5 separate regions of the Mus musculus genome follow, and all the other regions are linked to region 1. The links are chromatin contacts, called in public Hi-C and promoter capture Hi-C maps. All regions are on one chromosome and are shown on one strand. Each heading gives the region's core, a stretch centred on a gene start, on an enhancer-like site or on the middle of the called end of the contact. The rest is flanking DNA. Distances are from core to core; before and after follow the strand shown. Region 1 holds the start of Plcxd2 (phosphatidylinositol-specific phospholipase C, X domain containing 2). Region 2 holds the start of Spice1 (spindle and centriole associated protein 1). Region 3 holds the start of Nepro (nucleolus and neural progenitor protein). Region 4 holds the start of Gtpbp8 (GTP-binding protein 8 (putative)). Region 5 holds the start of Cd200r1 (CD200 receptor 1).

Region 1 (5,091 bases), core at 1,619-4,118:
CCAGCTCCTCCAGGACCCTGACTGCCTGGATACTGCTCTGCTTCCCACTATTAGGATAATGGATTGAACCTCAGAAGCACTAAGCCAGCCCCAATTAAATGTTGTCCTTTATAAGAGTTACCTTGGTCTTGGTGTCTCTTTACAGCATTGAAAACCCTAACTGAGAGAGAACTTGGTACCAGAGACTGGGGAATTGCTGTGATAGCTCCTGACCATGTTTTTTTGGAGGAATGTGGATTTGGGGTTTTGGAAAACAGTAGAATGCTTTAAGTGGGACCTAATGGGCCACCCTCGTAGGGAAATAGAAGACATTGTTGCTGAGGATGGTTTGAACTGTGGCCACCAGGCTCAAAAAGTTCAAAGAAAAGAATGTTAGTGTGTGTTCTAGAGACTATTTGTGTGTGTGTGTGTGTGTGTGTGTGTGTGTGTGTGTCTGTGTGTGTGTGCATGATATTTTGGTGAATAATCTGGGTGCTTTGCTCTTGTCTGAAGAGTCTGCATGAAGCAAAGTGAAGAGATTTAAATTATTTGCATCAACAAGAGAAATCTCAAAACAGCCTGGTATAAACTCTGTTGTGTGGTTATTAAAATTCACTGTTATGAGGAACATTTTGATGAAAAGGAGCAAGCTGACAAAGGAAAAAAAAAGACATAATGTATGGTTCTAGCATTAACGGGGCACCAGGAAGTAAAATGAAGCTGAGCCCTGTGTTCAGGAAGATAAACATATTAAGTGGGTGGTGACTTTGGGGCAAGACCCCATCCAGCTAAGTTTGTTGTTTATCCATTTAGTGTTGAGGAAGGAATAGCTATAGCATGTTAGGCTTTTTATTACTTTGTTATTTTTTTCCTTTGGACTTTTAATCTGGAATGAAACCACAGTCTAGAAAGGGGAAACAAAGGCTTTTTACGGAGAACTTGACCAGCATCACTGAGGTGAAATCTTCTAGGAAGTGTTTTCTGAAAACACACAGCTCTGGTTTTTGGTCTTGCTTTGGTCCAGTATTCACTCATTGTAATGTTTTGGGATGGTAATATACATCCCGTGATGTTGAAAGCATGTGATCTGCCTTTTGACTTTGATTTTGTAGGAAATTACAGTTAAATGATTGGATGAATCACAGAAGAGTCTTTGAGCTTGGGACTTTTAACATTGTTGAGACTGCTGTAGATTATGGGGACTTTTGAAGTTGAACTCAATGTATTTTTCATTATACTCTGGCCAGCTGTAGCCCCCATAGACTCATGTGTTTTAACAAGCCTATGGGAGCCAGAAAGTAGAATGTGGTCTTTTGAATATGGTTGGCCCAGGGAATGACACTATTAGGAGGTGTGGCCTTGTTGGAGTAGGAGTGACCTTGATAGAGGAAGTGTGTCACTATGGGGGTGGGGTTTGCCAGTCTTCACCTGTGTTTTGCCTTTGGAACAACATGTAGAACCCTCAGCTCTTCCAGGGCCTGCCATGCTTCCTGCTATGAGGATAATGGACTGAACCTCAGAACCAGTAATCCAACCCCAGTTAAATGTCTTTTATGAGAGTTGCCTTGGACTTGGTGTCTTTTTACAGCAACGGAAACCCTAACTAAGACAGGTAGCCTGGGATACAGGGGTAAAATGGAGGTCATCTGGTGATTAAACGACAGCTGCCCTAGGGTTTTATACATAAACTCCAGGAGTTTTAAGAGTTCTGGCCACTGTTCTCTTTTCCCCTAAGGCCCTCCTGAGTCTCTAGGGTCCTTCTTGCTATAAAAGGCTACCTTAATTTAAAATTTTTTAAATAAAATTATCTGTTTGCCAAAATAGTATTTTTTTATTATTTATTTTATTTTATTTTTATTTTTTGCAAAGTATGCAGGTCAGATCTTGGAGGTGGCTCAGTGAGTAAAGGTGCTTACTGCCAAACTTGACGATCTGAGCCCCGGGGACGGTCTCAAGGAAGGAGAGAACTGGAGTAATCTGTCCTCTGAACTGCACACATGCATGTTCTCACAGAAAAACGCATACAAGAAATATATAAATCTAACTACAAATTTTAACTAACAATATCGGATTATAAAACTCTGTACTACATTTGAATACTATTTGAAGTGGGAACAGTTCAGGAAGCAGAGAAGTGGGTCTGTGTTCTACAGACCGAGTTAGGGAACCTCATTTCAAAATGAACTTTGCACAGACTGCCACCACGTGACCTGCCTCAGGCTGTTTCATCCATTCGAGGAAGTGTATCAGCAACTCTGAGTCTTGTGGTAATGCTGTGAGGAGCAGGTGAGACAAATAATTCAAAAGGTTTCAAACAACAGCAACAGGAACCCAAAGCACCATTATCTCCTCCTCTGTGAAACGGAAATAATGGCACTGGCCAGTTTCAGCGGACTGTGCAGGAGAACTGTCAGTTTGCATTGTTTCAAACACAAACCTGCTTTGATGCTGCCATCTAAATAGGAGCCGCAGCAGCACCTTTCTCTGGCCTCTCTAGCTCTCCTGTTTCTGCTGCTACGGTGGTTTGAAAAAAAAAAAAAAAAAAAGTAGCGCGTTTCTGGGTAATTTTCACCGCAGTGAGAGTAAGGCCGAGGGAGAGAGGAGAAACCTTTGAGGTCGCGTCAGAGATCTACAAGAAAAAGATCAATCTGAGGACAGCCGGCCACGGTGCACATCTCCCCTTCCGGAGCAGCAGGCCGCAGCCCGACCTGTCCACTCGCTACCCCGCTGGAGTGGAGAGGGGAGGAGCTAAGAAGCAGGGGAGGCGTGGGAGCGCGATGTAGGGGCGGGCCCTCAGAGCGTTGTCCAATCAGAGAGAATCCCGCCAACGACCAATCACAGCTCGCCTAGTCTGGCAAATCTGCCCGGCAGTGCGGGGCGGGGCCGCCAGAGTCCCGGGGCTGCCGGTTACTCTTCTGAGAGCCCTTCAGAAAAGCACAGGGCAGTGGGCAGAGAAGCCAGGGGGCGGGGGTGCAGGCAGGCCCAGCCTGTGTACCAGCCCGGGGAAACCCACGGAAGCACCCATGAACAAGAGATGGTGCAACCCGGGTGCGCACGTGTGTGCAGCCCGCTGGCACGTCTCTATGCCCTGTGGGCACCTGTCGTGTGAGTAGCTCCGGGTGTGGCTGTTCCTGGATGTTGTGGGTTTCAGGAAGGTTTGTATCTTCGGGCCTGCCTCCCCCGTCTCCAGAGGGGAACTAAGAAGTTTAACTGACCAGGGACTGAGGAGATTAAAGGAGTGGATCTCAGTGGCAAGGCGAAGAGGGTGGGGACTGCGGGAGCAGCAGGCAGGGGAGCACCTATTTGACCCATCTCCCAGCTAGAAAAGGATCTTGAAAAGACTGGCGTGACCCATGTGCTCTGAAATGTTTAGAGAGCCCCGAGCGGTGATGACCACAGAGTGAGTGGCACTAGACTGAGCCTGTCTAAATCGTGGACGACAGGGATGCTTGCATTTAGAAAGGCCAGAAGGAAACTCAGGATGGGTACCATCTGCTCTCCCAATCCCAGCGGGACAAAGACAGCCTCGGAGGTCTGCAATGCCGACTGGATGGCCTCGCTCCCCGCTCACCTCCACAACGTCCCCCTTTCCAATCTGGCAATCCCAGGTATTCGTCTATAACTACTTGTTCGCACTGTGTTTAATGCTGCCATTTTAGTGTTTGCTAGTGGGTTGGTTGTTTTCTGTTGTGTTGAAAAACAATTGTCAGTGATCTCTTTTTATTTCCAAATTAAAAAAAAAAAAAAAAAACTTAACAGGAAGGTAGCTGCTGTAAAGAGAGTCAGTCAAGCCGACTGCATCACTGGCAAAAGGGACAGTTGAGAGAATGGAATCACTGCGCTGTTGTTTTGTTGTTTTTATTTTGTTTACACCATACGGCCTCAGTCTAAGAATGTTAACCATCTTGATGCAGAGGCCTGGGTATGTGAAAGGCTCGCTGACTTGAATCATTTAAGGGAAAGGGGGAGAGATCAAGAATAATGGGTAGAAAGTCCTTAACAATCTTAGCTCTGGGTCAACATTGAAGCTGAAAAGAATATTTTTCTCATTTATCTGACCTTTCTTGAAAACAAAAATCAGATAAGTGTTAGAAAATAGGTTCAGATTCTAGGCTGGGCATCAAGGCACATAGTTTTGTTGTTGGAAATGCCAGAAATAGAGGATGCAGTCTGTCCTCACAGGCAGTCATTAGGTGTGATGAAGTGACGGTGTTTGAAGCTTTGTCTATATATACACAGGTGTCTGCCTAGCTGATGTAGAACTGGAGCCTTGAGAAGCACCTCTGTTCTTGCTGCATTCCTCTGCCAGAGGCTTCAAAGCTTGACAGTGCTCTCGGGCAATTGGTTGATCTTTCCACTGAAAGGCTTGCTAAAACATAGTTATCTTGGGCAGGATGTTTAGACCACACTGAGCTCAGGTTGGTGAGGTGGGTGAAATCCTACAATGCTGGTACTTAAGAAGCACTCAGGGAGCAAGCGGTGGACCAGTTCTTTCTCTTGCTTGGGGACATAGCAATTAAAGTTTAGACTCTCAGACAAGCCCACATGCATTCCCTGGACCTACTTGCTTTTCTCTTCTGCCTTAAAAGATGACCTCAAGACACCTCCATCTGCTTTCTATGCATGGGACAGAGAGGTTTGGGGTTTTTTGTTGTTGTTGTTGTTTTGGGTTTTGGGAGGTTTTTGTTTTGGTTTGTTTTTGTTTGCCTTGCTCACCTCTCTTGGAGCTCTTCCAGGTTCACTGTCCTCATGGGCCCTAACTGCTGTTAAACAAGAGAAAGATTGAAAGATTTTGTTACAGCTACAAGTCCCTTCTGTCTTACTGGCCCTTAACTACAGTTCCTGGGGAAATGCCAGATGGCCATGCTTCAGAACATGTCTCCTCCATGTTTAATTGATGCCTATGGAGTCACTGCCAAACGATGCATGGGACACTTCTAACATGAGTCATTTGCCTTCGGGCTCTCCGATGGAATTATTTTGCTGAGTGATATGGCAGGTAGTTCATGTTTGCAAACAGAATGGCATCTAAGGCAGGCCCTAAATGACCCTGTCATCCACGGCATGTCCGGGTAGGCTGTGCTCCCTCCTTCCTGGTACTTTGGACAGTTC
Region 2 (5,091 bases), core at 1,261-3,760, 1.7 Mb after region 1:
GGGTAAAAACAAGCAACTCTTCAAAAGGGAGGGAATTTTTATTTCAAATTATATTTAAAATATTACATTTTTTTTCATAAGTTAAAACTCTACCAGCCTCAACCCTGGAAACAGTCATGAATCTGACGCATACAAAAACTTACAAGTAGCTAAAAGGGGTTAAAGGTCCATGTGCCTGTTTACCTCTCAAAGGCAGTTGTGGGGAACTGAGGGAAATGAGCACTGTTTGTTTGAGGCATAACAGAGACTAGAGGTATTTTAAGGGCAGTCAATAAATCGCAGCACCCTGCAGAAGTGGGGCCAGTGTGGAGAAAATGAGGAACGTTAACTGCTTCCTAACGCTAAGAGTGCAAACCCTTCCTTACTTCTCAGGCACTTTCCTCTTCCGCGGCTTCCACAACACCCTTTTTCCTGCTATTTCACTACTCTTTCCTCTTCAGACTACGCTGGACTCTTTCCTTGGAAAACGTAGCCAAGGGCCCTCATCTCGGTCTATCCCTGTCCTGTCCTCCTCTTACACGTGTCCCTTCACCCAATACTGGGGAACCCTACCACACCCCCACGCACTGGATGTGAGCAATGGCAGTAAACTGCAAATGAGTCTAGTCATATGCCAACTTCCACTGAGCTTGCTTTCTGGACCATCGTGAGGTCCAACAGCCCCCTTAGTGATTCTCAGAAACCTCTCAGCAAAGCTATTCCTATACCGGGCACACAGACACATAACTAAAGGACCATAACTAGACAGTTTCTAATGAATGTTTCCTAACTGTCCCTAAAACATCAAGCGTCCTTTGCTGTGCATTCACTGCCCTTCCATACACCTCAGAGTATAGTAAGATGCAGCTCGTTTGGCACAGCCCTCCCAATCCTCTAGATCTAGATACCTAACTGTTTGACTCAGTTACTAAACTTAGAGAATTGCCATCCTTCTTGTTGCTCTGGCTTAAGCGTAAGCATCGCCTCTGGTTCCTAACTGTCTCTTTGTCTGCTATGTAACACAATCTATAAATCCTTCCTTGAAATATCCCGCCCATCTGTCCGTTCTTTTCCATTTCTACTAGGAACAATTCTGAACAGCCTGTTATTAATTTTCCTGTAAGGTTTTCTTCCCATTCATCCATCCACTCCACGTTATCAAGTAACTTTCAACGTGCTTGCTAGGCACCAAATAAAACAAAACAGAGAAGTAGCCTGTGCCCTCTCAGAGGTACGTTTCTCAAAAGATCATAACTAAACAACTTCTTACAAAAGGCAAGCCTGAAAGTTAATTCTTTGTGTCAAGGAAGTTCCTAATCTTCAATACACATGAAGAAAAGCTGCCTCCTCTCCTTAATTCCCTCCACAAAGTCGGGCTGAAAATAAAGAGTAAATAAAAGAAAATCAGAATGCTGGGCAGTGGTGGCCCAAGCCTTAAATCTCAGCACTTGGGAGGCTGGGGCAAGCAGATTTCTGAGTTCGAGGACAACCTGGTCGACAGAGTGAACTCCAGGACAGCCAGGGCTACACAGGGAAACCCTGTCTTGAAAAAAACAAAAAAAGAAAGGGGGATGGGGGGAGAAAATCAGAAAGAAAATGTTCTCTGCAAGTGGGTGTGTGTGTGTGTGTGTGTGTGTGTGTGTGTGTGTGTGTGTGGAACATTTACAGAATTTGTTTCAGTCTGAACAATAACAGTCTAAAAGCTAACTGAGGGCCCCTGCAATTTGAGGGCTATACAAAAGACCACTGGAAGCCCTTGCCTGCTCTTAAGGAGGGATGGTGGAATTCTACCAGATTTACCTTAACTAGTATGAAAACAAACTGGGGGACAACCAGAACACTGTCCCTGCCATCAATCTTACCCGGATACAGGGATACAGGGATCTCAACGTTTTACTCCCTCGTAAGATTTTAATGGAGCCCACTGTAGAGAAAAATCCAACTTCAAGAGCTGCTCTTCGTGCGGCCCCAGTTTTCCCTCCCACCCATACTGAGACCCAGCTGTGACCTTCACAAGCAGTGCCATGCACTGTCTGGAACAATTTCCTATTTTTGACTCCCAAGCTCAAGCCTGTCCCAAACTTTCAAACGGCCCCTTCCTTAGAAACCCTCACCTAAACGCTCAACTTAAAGGACGCGCCCTGTCCCAACACCCGATACTCTGCCACTCCCTAGCGGGACAGTAAACAACTGCATCACCCGCCGGCCTCGGGATTTCTCCCGCCAGCAGGGTGCGGGAACGCGGCGCGCGTGCGCGGGGCCCGCTGTCCCGCGGGGGATCCAGGCGCTCCCCGGAACCGCACTCTCAGGCTCTGCGAGGCGAGCGGCCGGCCCTGGGGTGCGCACGCCCACCCGGGCGCCGAGACCCAGGCGGAGACGCCGGCCGCTTCTCCTCGCCCTATGCCCCCGCTTCACCCCAACCTGCCTTGCCGCTGGCCGACTGTGCCTCCGCCCCGACTAAAAGTTCAGCCTCCAGAACCACAGAGCCCGCCACGGGGGAACGCGGAAAGTGGCTTCCGGGCCGTTGCCTGGGTTACCAGAGCTCCGCCCCCACGCCTTTGCGTACATCCGGCGAGCTCCTCCGAGGCGACCCAGAGGCGGTACTGGCGTGGGGCTCTGCAGTTCTCACCCAAAGGGCCAAATGGCGCGCCTGTCATAAGCCTCTAGAAGTCTCCAAAAGAAACTTGCACACCAACCTCCACATACCGCACTTCCTTGCCTTAACTTTTGATCGTTTGCTTAGAAATATGTCTTGCTACCTCCCAGTGGAGCCAAACGCGCTAGGTTCACCGGGAACTAAAACTGACCCTGCTCTCAGCAAGTTTACAACCCCATAGCAGCAAGCTATTGACGACCGAAATGTATAAGGTGAAAACTGTATACATGCTAAGAAGGAACTGTACAAACTAGATAGTGACCTTATGGGAATATTTCAATATCGCAGGAAAGCTGAAATGAAAGGAGGAGTAGATTATTTAAAAAGAAAGAGCATTTCTACAGAGGGAATTGCCTGTGCAAGGATGTACGTCAAACTGCAATGGAGGAATAGAAGTTGAGAAAACTTGGTGATTGTGCTTGGGTGGAGGCAGGATGTGCATAACTTCATAAATCATGTTAAGGACTTTACAATGAATGTCTTACCCTTGATAAGTTCCTTGGAAACCCCTGACCTTCAATTGTTAAGGGGAAAGCTACACACGGATCAACAGGTGTATATTCAGTGTCATCCAGGTGCAATGAACTGCCTTCTGAGACTTTCCACTCTGATCCAATGTGGACGTGTTGTCTATGTAATCGTCATCACCCCTTCCTCTCCAACTTGCTGTAGTCACTTGCCAAGTAACCAGCACTGGCTCTCCTAAGTGCTTGTCCATGCTGACTCATGCCCCCCAACTTTAGGTAAGCCCCTACCTAAAGTTGATGGAGCATCCTGTTAGGTCTCTGCTCCGTTAATTCTCTCACTCCCCTAGATAACAGTAGTATACTTTCTTATTTATCTCCTCTAACCTCATGCCAGTCTATGGACTTGCTTCTCATTTCGTTTTTAACACTGAATTAATTTCAGAAAACTTAAATCCGCTTCCATCACTGTTTCTGCCTTCTATCAACATATTTACCCACAGAGTTCATCTTTTCCTTCAACTTCCAAAACCCAATGAAACATGTGTGCGCATGCACACACACAAGAAAACTACAAAGTACATAATAATCAAATCAATCAAAACTAGTGATAAAGAAAAAAAATCTAAAAACATATGTGCACAAGAACATAAAAAGGGTATATAACAATTTCTCTTTAGAAACAAACTAGACAGTAGGACAATAATATATGTTGTTCCACTTGCTTCCTTGTTTTATTCTTTTCCATATATATATATATATATATATATATATATATATATATATATATCTTGTTTATTTTATGTATTTCATACCTATTAAAATGCATTTTCTTTAGAAAAATAATTAGCAAACTGATTCTGAAATTCTTGTGAAAGACCTACAATAGCCAAAATCAAAAGAACAAAATTTGATTTCTAAACATGACTGATTTTAAAACTTATTATGAAGATTATAGCAATCATAATGTCATGATATGGATCGACAGTTATACTGTCTGGGTTTGTGTGTCAACTTGACTCAAGCTGGAGTTATCACAGAGAAAGGAGCCTCCTTTGAGGAAATGTCTCCATGAGATCCAGCTGTAAGGCATTTTCTCAGTTAGTGATCAAGGGTGGGAGGGCCCGTTGTGGGTGGTGCCATCCCTGGGCTGGTAGTCTTGGGTTCTATAAGAAAGCAAGGTGAGCTAGCCAGGGGAGGCAAGCCAGTAGCATCTCTCCATGGCCTCTGCATCAGCTCCTGCTTCCTGATCCAGTCCTAACTTCCTTTGATGATGAACAGCAATGTGGAAGTGTGAGCTTAATAAACCCTTTCCTCCCCAACTTGCTTCTTGGCCATGATGCAGGAATACAAACCCTGACTAAGAAAACAGTCATTCAAATATATCAATGAAGTAAAGCAAAACTCAAAGTAAACTCATACAAGTGTAGAAAACTAATGTTTCATAAAGGTAGTTTAGTGGAGAAATGGTAGCTTTAAAAAATGAATCTTAGCTGGGCGTGGTGGCACACGCCTTTAATCCCAGCACTCGGGAGGCAGAGGCAGGCAGATTTCTGAGTTCGAGGCCGGCCTAGTCTACAAAGTGAGTTCCAGGACAGCCAGGGCTATACAGAGAAACCCTGTCTCGAAAAACCAAAAAAAAAAAAAAAAAAAAAAAAAAAAAGAATCTTGCTGGAATAGTTATATTTCCATATGCAAAATAATGGATCTAAACAGTATACTGATCACATTCAATAAATTAATCAAAAAAGGAATACAGGACTGGGGATATAGCTCAGCTTGAAAAGTACCTCCTGCCTAAAATGGAAAACCCGGGTTCCATCCCCAGGCCAGGCATGGTGGTGTACATTTGTAATCTGTGGTGGTTAATTTTAAATGCCAACCTGAGAAGAGAGCCTCAGTTTAGAAATCACCTATATCAGATTAGCCTCTTGACAGTCTGTGGGGAATTACCTTGATTTTTGATTGAAGTAGAAGAGCCCAGCCCACTCT
Region 3 (5,091 bases), core at 1,442-3,941, 1.3 Mb after region 1:
AATCCTATACTTACTGCACCCACCGGATGAGAAACACACTAAAACAGTCTACCTCATTTGCTTTAAAGAACTCAAAACACAAACTGGCCTCAACTATAAAAATTAAGGATTCTACGAAAGACACTGGAAAAATGAGGGCAGGTGATCAATAAGGGAACATGTGTTAAATATTAACATGTGTCTGTCTTTACATCACTTTTTACCGTGACTGTGAGTAATAGACTGCTTTTACAGCTATCATTTGGTGTGCACTTACACCCCGAATATCAAAAAGCCTGGCCATGTTCCATCTATCTATAAACCCCTCACTTTGCTCTGCAGGTGAGCAAGACAGCATGCATACAATTACAGCCTTCAAAGGCAAAGGAACTGTATTTGGATACAACTTTTTTCTCTTTTTTAAGATTTACTTATTTTATGAGGACACTGTAGCTGTCCTCAGACACACCAGAAGAGGGCATCCAGCACCATTTCAGATGGTTGTGAGCCACCATGTGGTTGCTGGGAACTGAACTCGGGACCTCTGAAAGAGCAGTCTGCTCTTAACTACTGAGCCATCTCTCCTGCCCCATGAATACCACATTTTGATAAGAATATACAATACATTCAGCCCTCTACCTGTGAGCACCATCTGTGTATTCAAGCAACCTCACACTGAATATAGCCCCCCAAAATTCCATCTGTAATGTCATATTGTATAGGATTTCATAAGCAAAGTAGATAGTGTTAATGTATACAGAAAGATAGGTCCTACTGCAAATACTATCTACCATGTTATATAGACTCGAGCATGTACACATTTCTTTATAAGGAAGGATTCCTAGAGCCAATCCTCTGTGGATATCAATGGGAAACTACATCCAGAAAAGAGAAACCACCAGGGCCACTGGAAATTGTATTATGTAACTGAATGGTTATACAAATGTTTCCTAATCGGAACATGAGCAGCTGGGAAGCAGGCGTCAGGCTCCATCTGGTGGCTCAGAAAGGAAACACAAGCATTCTAAGTGAAAAGCTCTGTCCTATCTGGAGAAATTAAATCAGCTACCTGGGTGATGAGGAGTTGGTGAATTTCCCATAGTAATCTGTTTTTAAAATTGTGACTAAGGAATTAGAAAGAACTTAAAACTGCGTAGGAAAGATAGATGGGAAGAGGGGTGAGAATACTCGATAGGTTGTACTTAGTTAACAATTACCAAATGTGTCTGTAATGACAGCTACGGTCATTTGACTGTCAAACCAGGCACTGTTACAAATGCTTCGTGGTATCAACCTTTTCATTTCCCCAATATGGCCAAGAAGCTGGTACTATTTTTTATCCCCATTTTTGACTGGGGTAAAACCTGTCTTAGAAATAACAAAAAGTAACTGACAGTCATAGGACCAAAAGCAGCTTCAAAAACAAAAAGTTGGATGTAACCGTGAAAACTACAGTATTTCGTAGCTGTGTCTCCCGGTAGCTGAATGTCCCTTCGTGATTAAACATCCTTCAAGCTTAGGTAGGCTGCTCTCGCTCTGGCGCACACCTTTAATCCCAGCACTGGGGAGGCAGAGGCAGGGGGACTTCTAAGTTCAAGGCCAGCCTGGTCTACAGAGTGAGTTCCAGGAAAGCCAGGGCTACACAGAAAACTCAGTCTCAAAAAACAAAAACAACAACAAAAAACTAAGGCAACCCAGGTATTAACTCACAATTCGAAAGACCCCCACCTCATTATAATATTTAGGTTTGAATATTTTATTACGTTTTGGGGGGGTCGGGGTTGTAGCACAGCATTAAATCCAGGGGGAGATGTAGAACATATTACTTGCAGAAGTTGGTTCTCGCTTTTTACCACGTGAATCCTGAGAATCCTCATTTCGGCTTGGCCATACGCATGGGCCCATCTTTTCGTCCCACCCACCCAATAGGCTTTTCTAAAGGATCATGGGAAGAACGTTCCAAACGAGAGCCGGCCCGTGATTTGGGAGCGGGTAAATCAAATCGCCCGATCCCTCTTATATGGTTAACACCTCCACAGCATATATACTAACAAACTAAATTAAAACTCACAACACAGACCCCACCCCCACACACATCTCTTTGCGAGTCCCTGTTTTCTAAACAAACTGCTCTAACTATCTCATTTTTCCCCACTTGAGAAGAACCGAGAGACCAGAGTAACTCCCTCGCCCAGTAAGGGGAAAACGAGCTCTTGTATTTTAGAGACAAGCCGGAGGTCCGAAGCCCCGGCGTACGGTACTTGGGTGACAGCCCCGATCCTTGGGGACAGCACAGGACCCAGGCAGCGTTTGGGGGCTACACATGCAGGGCCGGGACTAGTCGTGCTCTCCTGTTCCAGCACAGTCACGGCGAAGCCCAGGCGCTTGCCAGCAATCCTCATGCCACACTATCCAGGCCGGACCTTCCGCCTGGCGCTCCCCTTCCCGGCGTGCCCCGCGCTCAGGAAGTCCCACCCCGTCCCACGTGAGCCCGCCCGCCGGTTCCCGGAGACACGCTAGGACTTCCTTGCCGGCCACACTCACCCAGGGTGGCGCTGGGGTCCCGCACGGTCAGCGTGCTGCAGTTCCCCGCCTGGGGGATCCTCACGCGGTTCCACGGCTCCGCACCCGGCCGCACCGCAGCGGCCATCTCGAGCGGCGTGGGAGGGCCGGGGAAGGCCGAGCGGAGCGTGAGCGAGTTGAGCGGCCTGGGCAGGAGAGGGAGGGAGGGAGGGGACGAGGGCGGAGCGGGGCGGGCCGGAGGTGTGGGGCCCGCCCCGGGGCGGAGTCACGGCCCGTTAGACCCGCTGGGAAAGGAGAAACGTGTTAGAGTATTCTGAGGCTCCTACATTTTTAGAGCAACTTCGAAGCTATGCATTTTACTGATGGATCCGAGTGAGGCCCAGCCTTTTAACTCTTACTCGGATATTTTGAAAAGAAGAACTCGCATCATATCAGCAAATGTGACATTCGTCACGTAGTCACGATTTATTTGGAGTAGTCAAGGAAAACTATATAGCTTGGATATAGCTCAACTTCAATAATTACAAAAAACCCAGAGGTTGTCTTGACCACCCATTATCACCGTCATTTTCTCCGACAAAATATTCCAGGCTCTGCTGGTTCTGATCACTGATTACTGGTGATTGTTCGTTTTAAGTCCTTGGGGCCTTCTTGCTTCTGTTCATAAGGTTTCTTTCGCAGGGTGGAGAGGAGCAGTTGGTGGGCATTAAGTGAGACTGCCAAGTTGCTTCATTATGTCTGCGGATTACCATATATTATCCCAAAAAGGTAATTTCTTCAGACCTCAGTGTGCTTGGGGGTAAAGACTTCTTAGAACAGTGCCTGCTGTACAAATTTTTACTCTTACTAGACGTATTTAACGCAAGTAATCTTGCCCTACTGAGATGCTCTCTGTCCTGTGTGTTCCTTACAGATAATTGCTCGTTTTTGTTTTTGTTTTTTTGTTTTTTTTTTTTTTCTGTTTTTTTGGGTTTTTCGAGACAGGGTTTCTCTGTATAGCCCTAGCTGTCCTGGAACTCACTCTGTAGACCAGGCTGGCCTTGAACTCAGAAATCCTCCTGCCTCTGCCTCCCAAGTGCTGGGATTAAAGGCGTGTGCCACCACTGCCCAGCTTAATTGCTCTTTCATTTGAACCATTTTGAAACAATCTCACTTCTTCAGTCAGCTCTGGGATCACTATCTTTAATAACACTTCGTAAACTATCCTCACACCATAACGACTTAAATGCCCCTCTAATGCACTACCAAATTACCTGTGTGTTAGTTTCCTATTTGGGCTGTAACATATTACCACAGACTTAACAGAATCAACATAATGTTTCTGGACTTGTGGAAGACAGAAGATATTTTAGTTGGAGATGTGTCGTGTGTGCACGTTGGAGGCTAAGGGTAGTGGTCAGGGTCTTCCTTTACCACTACCCACCTTTGCTTCTGAGTCAGGCTCTCCCGCTGATCCTGGAACTCAGTGTTTGGTGATCAGTCCCCAGAGGCATCCCTTCTCCATCCCAACCCTCTGAAACGCCTTCCTAGCCCCAGTTCAGTCTTACTGAGCTAAAATTAGCTGTTTAATGGGCTGTTTCCTTCTGAGGGCTTTAAAGAAGAGTTTCCTTGACTTTTCCAGACTTTTAGTGGTTGCTGCATTCTTTGGCACATGTCCACATCCTCCATGTTCAAAGTCACTACAATAGCATCCTGCAATATCTCCCCCTGTTCAGAGACAAGGAGAGATAGACTCAAGTGTTTAAGTAAAATAATCCACTTGAACATTAAAAAAGCTGTATTATGAGCCAGAAAGAAAAGATAAGGCAGCTGTAGACAGAGATATATTTGTGATGCAATGATAGAGATAAGGAACGAAAGAATGAGAGGTCTGTGTTTTCCTAAAGGAAGATTCACGGTCATAATGAAGAATAGAGAGAAGGGAATGGTGTTCTATATTCTATGAGCAATACATACTGAAATTGAAGCTTCTAGGAACTGGGCACATGGAAGAAGTACAGGATAGTTTTTAAGTCATGCTTGGAAAACTTGTAGACTCTAGAGAAGGACTCATAGACACAGATGGCCACCAAATATGTAAAACCTTACATACCTTAATAATCCAAGAAATGAGTATTACAATAACTGTGAGGTACTATTAAATAGAAAAAATGATGTCCTTTGTTACTGCATGCATGTGCGTGTTCATATATAGACACACATACACAGTCTCTTTTGTATTCCTTAAAATGAGAAATAAGCCTGGCTTGGTTTCACACATGTAATCTTAGCACTCAGACTGGGTAAAGTGGATTTCCTTGAGTTTGGGTTACAATCTGGACTACATAGCAAGAAAGCAGAAAATAGGAAATTATAGTGATTGCACTATAACCTTGTAAGAAATTTGTTGTTTTCTAATAGTTTGATAGTAGAATTTTCTCCCTCTAAGAATTTTATGCTGATATCAAATATTTAAAGCAAATATTAAAAATGGAATTGTATTGGCTAAGGGTGATGATAGGCCCTGCCATTAAGGCCTGCTGCTCTAGTTCCCATGGATTGTTCCAAAGCCCATACTTGAGAATGGTTTGAAATCCTAAGTGTAAATAA
Region 4 (5,091 bases), core at 967-3,466, 1.3 Mb after region 1:
TCTCGGTCCCTACTACCCTCTCAACTCCCCTCCCCATTTCCCATGCCCTGAATAAACTCTATTCTATACTTAACAAAAACCAAAAACACTTGATCTCTGTGAGTTCTGAACTTGCTGACTCTCTGATATCCATGATTCTGTCTACCTGCCTCGGCCTTACAATGCTTACCTTCTTCTTGGATCAGATGGAATCCCTAAACTTGATACCTACTGGATTTACATCGTTCAGGGTCATTTGGAATCAGTCATTCGTTTCAGAGACAGACAACAATGGAAAAATAACTGTGATGATCTGTAAGAATGGCAAAATCTCTTCACTGATCTACCAACCTTCTTCCTGTTCTTATCAGCTAAGCCTGGCAGAATATAGTCACAGCACTTCAGTCACTTGAATTTTAGTGAAAAATCTTAGCTCTAAATCTGGGTGTGGTAGTACATCACTCTGAAGGCTCAGACAGAATGATCACGAATTTGAGGCCAGTCTGACCTATGTAATAGACTCTGTCTCAAAAGCAAACCAACTCAAACAAACAAACAAGTGCCTATAAGGATTATATACAAAGTGTGTAATACCTGTCTACATCATACTAAATTTTTTTATGTGTTAACTCTGTGATGAACTGCTTCAGTTCTCAAAATCAAAGCCACTTCTTCTGAAGGATGATCACAAACAGCCCAACTAGGAAAGAAACAAGGCGTGTAATAATATCTGGAAGTGAAGCATTCCAGACAGGCATATGCAGCAACACAGGGGCATATTTGCTTCTTACATCAGTGGGCTACGTTACATTTGAGACTAGAAGATGTTGGGGATTTTCACTTGCATTTTAACAGGATCATGTTTGCCATTACATTGGGAATATACCTGAAGGAGAAACAAGCAATGATACACAGCTAGATTTTGGAAGCTATGCCAATAATCTAGGTGAGAGACAAGGAGGACTGGGAACACGATGCTAATGTTAGGGTCTGAGAACCCCCAGAGAATGAGACCCCAGACTCAAATAATATGCAACAGCAAAGAGCGTCTTTCAGCAGAATTCGGCATGCAAAGGTCGCTCCATTTAAGAATGGAGACACCAGTGTGTGCTCTGCAGGGTCAGTTTAAAGCCTGTTAGGGTGGCAGTGGGTGTCTTTTATCTTTTGTTTTTTCTTGATTAGTTGGCTCTATCTCCAGGGATATGAGTCCTTTGTGATTTGTTAGGGCTCTGGGGACTTTCCAAGGTGGTAAGGCACCCTTGGATTGGCTGTCTGCAGCTGTGGTTGGATGGCCATGGGCTCCTGAATCTGGGTCCTCATTTCTGGGAAACAGAAATAGGCCTAGACTCCCAAACTGCCAGTTTACAGCCTGTCATGGAGTCAACCTGGCTCTGGCTCTTTGATCTTCTGCCTACAGTAGAGACTAGGGAAGAGTTTGATTACAAGTGTCCATGGAAAACACAGCATATGTTGACTCTAAAGTTTATGTGCCTGCTATATGCAGATGCTTTAAAAAGAAAATAATGGAGTGACAGGGCACGGAATGATTAAATGCTTGTGGTGGTTTAAATGAGAATGGCTCCCATGAGCCATTTGAATAGTTGCTCCCGAGTTTAGGGAACTGTTTGGAAAGGGTTGGAAAGTGGGGCCTTGTAGGATTAGAAGGTATGACTGTATTGGAGGAAGGGGGTGTGTATTTGGGGGCTTCAAAGGACTCCAGTTGTTCCCAGTTCTGTTTCTGGTTTATGGATCTTTGTCAGTTCTCAACTGCTGCTCCAACGCTCTGCCTGTCAGAGAGATACCGTCCCTTCTCTGAAAACGAGTTGCAATTCCAACCACATTTCTCACCAGCTTATTTAATTTTGCAAACGTGTTTTTCTCGGTGACGTGAACTTATGATAAATGTCAATCGACGATAAAACGACCGGAAACAGAAGGCAAAGCGGGCTTGGAATCCACTAGTTTGTCCCTATGGTTCCTTCCCTTGAGACTCAAAGATCACAGGACAAGGTAAGTTTTTCGCATCTGGAAACCGCTGAAGACCAGAACACGCCAATCTGATACATAGTTGGTAAAGCCAAGGTGTTAAAGAAAGTCAGTGGGGTTTCCCCCTTTCTGCCCGGAGGTGGTGAGAAGCTTGAGCAGGTGAGGAGACCCTAGAAAACTACAATTCCCAGCAGGCGCTGCGGCAGCGAGCTTTCTGTCTGGCGCTGTCCAGACCCTACTAATAAAATCCAGTCGCGAGGATTCTGGGAGAGGAAAATGGCAGCGGCTAGGTTGAGTCATAGAATGGGAAGGCTCCTTGAGAAAGCGCCAGCACTGGGGCCTTGGACCCGGGTTTACAGCACGTCCCCTGCCTTCGCAGAAGTGCTAAGGCTGCCACAGAAACAGCTAACGAAGGTAGTGTACCCGCTGCGGGAACTGGGGCAGCACCTCGCCGCGGACTCGGGGCCTGGCCTTATCGAACAGAGACTCTTCGACCCGAGCCTGGAGGACATCGGGCGGGCGGAGAGCATCTTTGAGGCCACCGCCCGGAACCGCATCGAGTACCTCAGCTCCGCCGTCCGCCTCGACCACGCCCCGAGTTTGCAGCAGCCGGAGGTGAGGTTGACCGCCGGGTCTACTGTAGGTGCGAGAGCCTGAGTCGGCCTGTGCTCATTTCCTGTCACCCAGCGAGAGAGCTCGTAACAGCAAAAGAAAACACTCCGTGTGGATGCGCCACTCGTGTGCGGTGCCCGTGGAGGACCGCAGTGAGCCGCAGTGTGGGTGCTGGGAATCCAACTCCGGTGTTCCGGAAGAGCCGCCCGTGCTTTTATATTTTCATTTTAGTTTATGTGGGTTTGCCTGCATGTATGTCTGTGTACCACATGCCTGTTGCCTTCAGAACCCAGAAAAAGACATCAGTGCTCGCTGGAACGGGAGTTTCAGGCAGTTGGGAGCAGCCATACGTGCTGGCTGGGACTTGAACTACAATCCTCTGGCAGCAAGCGCACCTAACCATTGAGCCACGTCTCCAACCCCGAAAGTACAACATGTAATAAATAAGCCACTGTTCAGCCCTGAGAATACTAAGTACTCCATTCTCCCTACCTCTCTCTCATACTAGGTGTGTTTCATAGGCCGAAGCAATGTTGGAAAATCCTCTTTGATAAAGGCCTTATTTTCCCTGGCCCCTGATGTAGAAGTCAGGATCTCAAAAAAACCGGTATGCTGGGTATCTCTTGAATTTATAAAATGAGACCTAAGTATTGGCAGATGCAAGAGATCATAATTGCTAAGTTCCTAGAGAAGAATTTTTTTAAAAAATATGTAATAAGGTAAGACATCATTAATGTCTGTATATTCTCTGAGAAAAACAAAAGTATAGCTGAATTGATTTTAGTAGTCTTGCCAATATCTAAAGGAAAGCATTGTTGTTCTAAATTTTTCCTTAGTTGACAAAGTTAAGTATTTTATTGCTGTTTTCTTCTATAATAATGAATGTCTAGTTCTACATTGGTTGTAGGGAAAAAAGGGTTTAAGTTGCTTTGTCCTCTATATTCTTGTGTATATTCCAGATGTGTGTATTCTTTTACCCAAGGCCACTCTGTGCCTTTCTTCACAGATAGCTCTGATCTTCTGCCCTTCTGCTATCCTCTCCTTCTTCTCCTTCCTTTTCATTGATGCAGCCAACTGGTACCTAAAAGAACCTTTTCCGAAATCTCACCGCTGGCCCCACTTACCTTAGTGTCCATCTGACAAAACACTTCCACCAGCTGTGACCCTCACTGTTTCACCCGCGAAAGTTTAAGCCCTTTCATGAAGCTAGCTTTCTCCTTCCCACTTCATGGAGTAGCGTCTCTGGTTTCATCACAGGGATTCCATCCTTCACCACTCTTCCTCCTCACCACAGAAGCCAGCTAAACGGTGAATTCTAGACAGAACGAATCCCACTCTTGTATAAGAGAATGATAGAGAAGGTGTATTCTTTTCATTCTCAAATACACAACTCTAAAAACACTTTCTAACAGACAAAGACGCTAACCAAGAACTTAATCATCGCTTACGAAAAGCCCTCTCCTTTGATATTTTATACCAAACAATTGACTCTAGTTTGTCTTTCCTTTTCTGATTCCTACGTGTTTCATGAATGCAAAAGCGCAAGTAGCCACATTGTGTTATCTTTGCATCAATTTTAACTTCACTGTTGTAATTGTGGGGTTGTACATTCTTTAAAAATTATTTATGAGGACACTAAACTGCACATGCAAAAACATCTTGGTTTACAGAAACACTAGTCTGCAGAGGATGAATGTCAGACTTCGGATCTGGGTGTTATAAGAATCTTTGTGATAGAATAAATGTTTGATCAGCACTTTTAAGTTATTCCTCTGTATACATTGCTCATCAGAGAATTGGCTGATGGCAAACACAGCCTTAATCTGGGTGGTTTTCACAGACAGCAAAATAGGAAAGATCCTAAAATATTTTGTCTGTGTATTTCTAATATGAAATGTAAAGTTTTTAAGCTAAGCATATTTTTTGAAAAATTGAAAAGATTTAATTATGATTTAATCATTGGTGGCTACTTCTCTCCACCTTTTTTCCCCCTTGTATTTACAGTAGTTCAGAATATATACTTCAACTTTTAATAAGTATTTGTTGATTGAATACTTAGGTTCATGAACATTTCTAGGCATGAAATAAAGGATATATTTTAAGCCAGCTTTTTTTTTCCATTTACTCTATCAGGGGCACACAAAGAAAATGAATTTTTTCAAAGTTGGAAAACATTTTACATTGGTGGACATGCCAGGGTATGGCTATAGAGCACCCGAAGACTTCGTTGACATGGTAGAGACTTACCTAAAGGAACGAAATAAGTAAGGACATTCTTTTTCTTACCATTGTTAGACATTTGACCCCAAAGCACCTTAAAAGGTCAAGGTGATTCTAACATGACAGACACTGCAGATACTAAACGCCTTACTTGTAGGTGCGCTTCATCCTTGTATAACTCTAGAATATTGAGAACCAGGGTATACACTGCCTTTTTAGCTTCTGCCTAGCTCAACGGAGTCTTAACTTCATTTATTTTATCAAGCTGAAACTATAAATAGTATTCCACAGCTA
Region 5 (5,091 bases), core at 977-3,476, 1.2 Mb after region 1:
CAAAATAAGGAGAAAGAAAAGCCACAGTCTGTGAACATGGAGGTCGTTCAGCCACGCACAAGATTAGATTCTTGTTAACTTCCCCTCGGGTGCTTTATTAAATAAACACCACAGGGTTTGAAGTTTAAAGTAAAATTTAAAAGTAAATAGGCAAAACAAGAGCATTCTATCTATCACTCACCCTGATGCCCTGCCCTCTCTCCTGTGCGAATGGATCTTACACAGAGGGAGCTACTCCTGTCGGCAGCAGCACTAAGCGAAGCCATAAAGTCTCAGCCCTGGCTGGCTTTCAACTCACAATCCTAAGTCATTCTTGGTGAACTTGTCATGTCAAAGCATGTGTATAAAGAAGTAATTTACTGATTGGCATTCTAAACGTTTGATGATTTTCTGATGCCAGCTTGGATTTCAGAGACTTGGAGAACGTAGTGTCTCCAATGCACGCCTTTAATCCCAGCACTTGGAAGGCAGAGGCAGGTGGGTTTCTGAGTTCAAGGCCAGCCTGGTCTACAAAGTGAGTTCCAGGACAGCCAGGGCTATACAGAGAACCCCTATCTGGGGGAGGGGGGGTGGGGGGGGGAGGACCTTTCAGCTTTCAAAATTCAAACTCTGCTATGTTTCCATTTTGTTGCTTTTTTGTCTGATCTACTAATACACAACCTGACACAACCTGACTGGGCTTTCCCTGTCAAATTGATCCTGCACAGACTTTAAAGGCTTTCTAGAGAAGCCCAACTACTGAAAGACTCAGGACACTCCCCCCCCCTTCAAATTATAAACAAATAATTAGCTTAGCGTTTTCAGCTGTGCTACAATGGGTGCCTCTCAGTGAAAAGCAATCCGGGTAAACTGCACACTCCAATGTTTTGTGGTGCTTATGGAAATAAGTACTGCGGACAAAGCACTTCACCGCCCTAAGCTTAGGTTCTAGCTATGTGAAACGGAGCTTTCTTCCATCCTGACCTCAATGGCTTGCTATGCACATCAAAAAGAACAGATAACTGAAAATTCTCAGCAGAAGGGTGCAGTGGTGGATCATAGTTATCTTACGTGTGCTCACCAGTAAGACTATCATGTGATGTTCTCTTTCTGGAAGATAGACCAAAATGTGATTTTTAAAGGAATTCTGGTGAAAGGAAAGAAATACCGTGTCTCCTTTAAATTGTTAAACTATACATTTCAGAGCTAAGTCTGTTGTTCCCTCGTAGCTACTGCAGCTACTAAAAGTGAAACATGAAAAAGCCTCCTACACGAACTCCCACCACCCTTCTACAGTGAAATCAGGACACCCGCACGGTAGCCCCAAATTCTATTGAACTCCTACAAAACTGCAGACATTGAGGCGTGCACCTCCTGATTCAGAAAGTGACTCCTGTAGCCCACATATCTTCAAGATAAAGGCAAATATACATCACAGATACACCAGTGTAACTGTATGTGTAAAGCCTGCAGTCACGAAAAGTGTCAGGAAAAAAAAAAAAAGATACGTTCCCAACTTACACTGTTGGCGAGGGAGACCAGAGATGATAGCTGGTTGTTGGTTTGGTTTTTGGTTTTTGGTTTTCCCCAAGAAGAAGATACAGAGACCCCCATGTCATTTTGATTGCTATGAATATGTGTTTAATTTATCCTGACCTGTCCTGAAGGGGGAGGGGAGATGAGGAAGCGACAGTGGAGGACATTATAGAACACAAAGCAAAAATAAATCAGACAAAGCAGAAAGTAGAGGTGACAAGGTAACCCATATCTGGAGCAACCCTTATCTCTACAACAGAAATTGGCTTGCGTTACCCAGCGAAAAGGGACAAGGCTTAAATGCTGCGCAGAACAGGTCTCTCCTCCCTTAGTCATTCTCCCCACCCACACCCCCCAAAAAATTTCAGACTCACCAGCCACAAAGACCCCCCATATTAAGAGCACTGCTAGGGCAGAAGTTCTCCAAAAGCAAAACATTTCGGTTTTCTGGTTTTCCGCCGCTCACTCGGTACTTTTTCTCCTCAGAGGTAAGGGAGCAGCAGTGACCATAACCCGGATCCCTCTTCTCTCGGGTTGGCTTCTGCGTGGTAGCGCACCTCTTAACCCATCCGCAGGGAGCAGCCCCGTCCTGCCTGCCAACTCCTTCCACTCGCGTGCTTTAGTCTGGCTTGGAAGAGAAGAAACTTCTCTGGGACTTGACACAGCAATGGATTTCCTGTGCAGAACCGTGAAGCAAAGACAGAGGAAGCTGACTGAGTGGGTTACTTTCAGCCCATTGGCTCTTTCTCTTCTCCTGCTGCTCACAGATAAACTGTACAGTAAGGCTCTGAACATGCCCAAGACAGATGGATGTGTCTAAACCTCCATTCAAAACTGAAGAGGGTTATCGATCGATTTTCGCCGCGTGCTTGTAAATTTCCTAACCACAATGAATTTCTGGAAAGTTCTCCAATATAATAATAATAATAATAATAATAATAATAATAATAATAATAATAGTGTGTATACCCTTCCTCAGTCTTTAATGCAGAATAAATATTTCTACTTGAAAATGCCATGGTGAGATTACTATCTAGTCTGGAACCCCACACATAATGCTGGGAGCATCAAATGCGTTTTTCTATTATTTTCTATTATTTCTATTATTACCCTAACAATCCCAAAATGAGAGGCTTAAACACAGCACTAATGCACTGCCCGGGAGTCAAAAGTCTGAACGTCATGATATGGGATTAAAATCAAGGCGTAGCCAGGCCTTTGCTTCTTCTGGAGACACGACCTTTTCCAGCACCCAGATGTCTCTGCGCTCTAGCCTGCGGCCATCGGACATCATTCTAACCTGTGTTCCATTGCCATAGCTGATCGCCTGATGATGACCCTTCTGCCTTCCTCTTACAAGGTCCTTTGCGATTAATTTGTCCAATGAGCATTGTCTGTTCATCCGAAGATCCTTAATTTAATTACATTCACATAGTCCCTTTTGCCACATCAGTGAACGTTCAGTCGCAGACCTCTGTGGGAGGCTCAGTACTGAATTTCCATTCTCTTTGACTTTCGAGGAGTTAGGTTGTTGTAGTCACAGATAACCGCCTTTGAGTTGTCATAGATCTGAGAGTCTAACTTCCCAGAAAAATTCTGTGTAATGTTACTAGTTAGTATAAACTTAGATTACAGTTGAGAAGAAGGAAAAAAAAAAAAAAAACCAAAAAACCTCTGTGGTAAGAATTTCCTACCCCTGAGCAAAATGCTCCAGGAAGAGGAAGAAAACATTGTCAACAGGAAAAAAAGATAAAACAGCACGAATTTTCAAAGTTAGCAATTCCCTCTTCCCTCTTGCCAAACATTAAACTCTATATATTACCCTCCTCCACCTCTCAAGCTTTCTCAGTGCACCATTCTGATTCAAAGGAACAAGGAGATAAGATCCTTAAGAGAAAGAAAGACTTGAAGACATGTCATTTAAATTTAAATACTGTTTTTCCATCACAAGAAGCTGTTGACACTGTAGGTTCTGAGGACAATCTGAGCAGTGCTTAATTCTCTGCCAAGCAACCTCAATGATACTGGTTCATTTTCTTAGCTGTGTCTGTATTTCTTTTCTATTTGATATTATAATGGCATGAGCTTTTGTCCATGTCATCAAAAAGTTTTGATGATCAGGGGAGCGAAATGGCTTAGTAGGTAAAGGTGTTTGCCACACAAGCCTGTAGACCTGATTGCAGTCCCCAGCAACTACATCAAAGTAGAGTGAGATAACATAGCCAGCCTTCACATTTGTACGATGGCATGTACATGTACACACACAAACATACACACACACACACACACAGCAGAGAGAGAACAAATTCTTTAATTTTGTTTTTCTTTTTTTTTTTATTCTTCTCTTCATTATTTATTTTTGAGATGGGATGGACTCAAACTTTCTGTGTATCCACGGATAACTGGGAACTCCTGGTTCTCCTGTCTTCACCTCCCCAATGCTGAGATTATACTGTGCCATGTGCTACCACAGTTAGTTTATGTGGTCCTGGGGATGAACCCATGGTTTCATGCATACTAGGCAAGACACTATAAATTGAGCCACATTCACAGCCTCGAAATTGTTTTAATTACTTTTGTTTTAAGTTACTTTCATTTGTTTTAATGATATAAAACAAACAATGATAAAAAACGAAAAAAACAAAAAAAAAATTGAAGCTAAGCTTCAGAGACCTTCTAAGTGTCCAATCAAAGGATTTCATGCTTGCCAATGGCCTGGCTGAGTTCTTCAGGTTCAGCTCCCATCCCCTCACAGCCCTGCCCCTCACAGCCCCACCCACCCCTTCAAGCAGTGATCTTTCAGACTCTCTCCTTGTGTGCTCATCTGAGAACAAATCACAGTCTTTAACCAGCTGTGTAAGAGTTGACTCAGTAACTTCCACACCATGGAGTTCATAAAGTAGGCTCACCAAGAGTCTACTTTGTCTCTCTACTTCTTCACACCTTCTGCCCTCAAGTCCCACAACCCAACTTTCCCAAGCCCCACCTTCTCTTCTTAAGGAGAACAGGTATTTACATTAAGGCCCCAGAAGCTTACTACCACTTCAGTTCTCTCTGAAGATGTACAACGAACATGACCACTATAAGAGAGGCACGTGTGCATCTTGTAAACGCTTCTCTCTGAAAAATCTCAAGGTCCTAGTTTCTCCCTGTGTCTACTTTTTGGTACCCGATCCCAGAAACCAGGACAGAAGAATGAAGAGAGATCAAGAGAGAGAAATTGCTCAAGCAGAAACACAAACCCTCCATCTTTCTCTCACTGTTATCTATTAAGAATAGAGGAATTTGTGGGCAAAAGAAAATAAAATCCAGAATGGGGTGGTGTAGATTTGAAAACATGAAACAGAATGGAATAGTGTAGATCAAGGCCAATAGTGTGGTTGCCAAAAGCTAAAGGCTTAGCAAGTTAGCTAAAGCCCCTTTAAACTGTGACAACCACAAACGTGTACCTTTGGTTTACTCAAAAAATTACGTATCTATCTTCAATGCTATTCAAGTGAACAACTTCTGCTCAGGAGTACTCCTCAATCTGGAAGGGCCCAGGATGCACTTCAGTGTCAAGTGTCTGCCCAGCCC

The links. Promoter capture Hi-C pulls out the DNA fragments that hold promoters and counts their contacts. Hi-C and Micro-C count contacts between places; a contact is called where the count stands out from the background. Capture Hi-C pulls out chosen DNA fragments and counts their contacts.
Region 2: a Hi-C map of CD8 T cells shows a contact between it and region 1, with 3 times the contacts expected there. The contact joins the promoter of Spice1 here to the promoter of Plcxd2 in region 1. A contact is called at or near these places in 1 of 39 promoter capture datasets (pre-B cells), 1 of 484 Hi-C or Micro-C datasets (CD8 T cells), 1 of 115 datasets of contacts at active chromatin or transcription factors (astrocytes) and 1 of 9 other capture datasets (liver).
Region 3: a promoter capture Hi-C map of adipose tissue shows a contact between it and region 1, with 3 times the contacts expected there. The contact joins the promoter of Nepro here to the promoter of Plcxd2 in region 1. A contact is called at or near these places in 4 of 39 promoter capture datasets (the 3T3-L1 cell line, liver, neutrophils and 1 more), 2 of 484 Hi-C or Micro-C datasets (B cells and embryonic stem cells), 1 of 115 datasets of contacts at active chromatin or transcription factors (large pre-B cells) and 2 of 9 other capture datasets (adipose tissue and liver).
Region 4: a contact with region 1 is called in a promoter capture Hi-C map of pre-B cells. The contact joins the promoter of Gtpbp8 here to the promoter of Plcxd2 in region 1. A contact is called at or near these places in 4 of 39 promoter capture datasets (the 3T3-L1 cell line, the SN4741 cell line and pre-B cells).
Region 5: a promoter capture Hi-C map of hippocampal neurons shows a contact between it and region 1, with 4 times the contacts expected there. The contact joins the promoter of Cd200r1 here to the promoter of Plcxd2 in region 1. A contact is called at or near these places in 3 of 39 promoter capture datasets (the 3T3-L1 cell line, hippocampal neurons and liver) and 1 of 115 datasets of contacts at active chromatin or transcription factors (thymic regulatory T cells).

Annotation. Positions count from the first base shown.
Region 1 is chr16:46,008,190-46,013,280 of GRCm38.p6, reverse strand. Plcxd2 (phosphatidylinositol-specific phospholipase C, X domain containing 2) reads left to right here and starts at 2,868. Exons shown (of 4, transcript NM_001134480.1): 1 at 2,868-3,587. The coding sequence starts at 3,425.
Region 2 is chr16:44,344,820-44,349,910 of GRCm38.p6, reverse strand. Spice1 (spindle and centriole associated protein 1) reads right to left here and starts at 2,510. Exons shown (of 18, transcript NM_144550.4): 1 at 2,405-2,510.
Region 3 is chr16:44,721,901-44,726,991 of GRCm38.p6, reverse strand. Nepro (nucleolus and neural progenitor protein) reads right to left here and starts at 2,691. Exons shown (of 9, transcript NM_145972.4): 1 at 2,524-2,691. The coding sequence starts at 2,629.
Region 4 is chr16:44,743,488-44,748,578 of GRCm38.p6, reverse strand. Gtpbp8 (GTP-binding protein 8 (putative)) reads left to right here and starts at 2,216. Exons shown (of 6, transcript NM_025332.3): 1 at 2,216-2,580; 2 at 3,086-3,184; 3 at 4,711-4,841. The coding sequence starts at 2,242.
Region 5 is chr16:44,762,871-44,767,961 of GRCm38.p6, reverse strand. Cd200r1 (CD200 receptor 1) reads right to left here and starts at 2,226. Exons shown (of 7, transcript NM_021325.3): 1 at 1,890-2,226. The coding sequence starts at 1,953.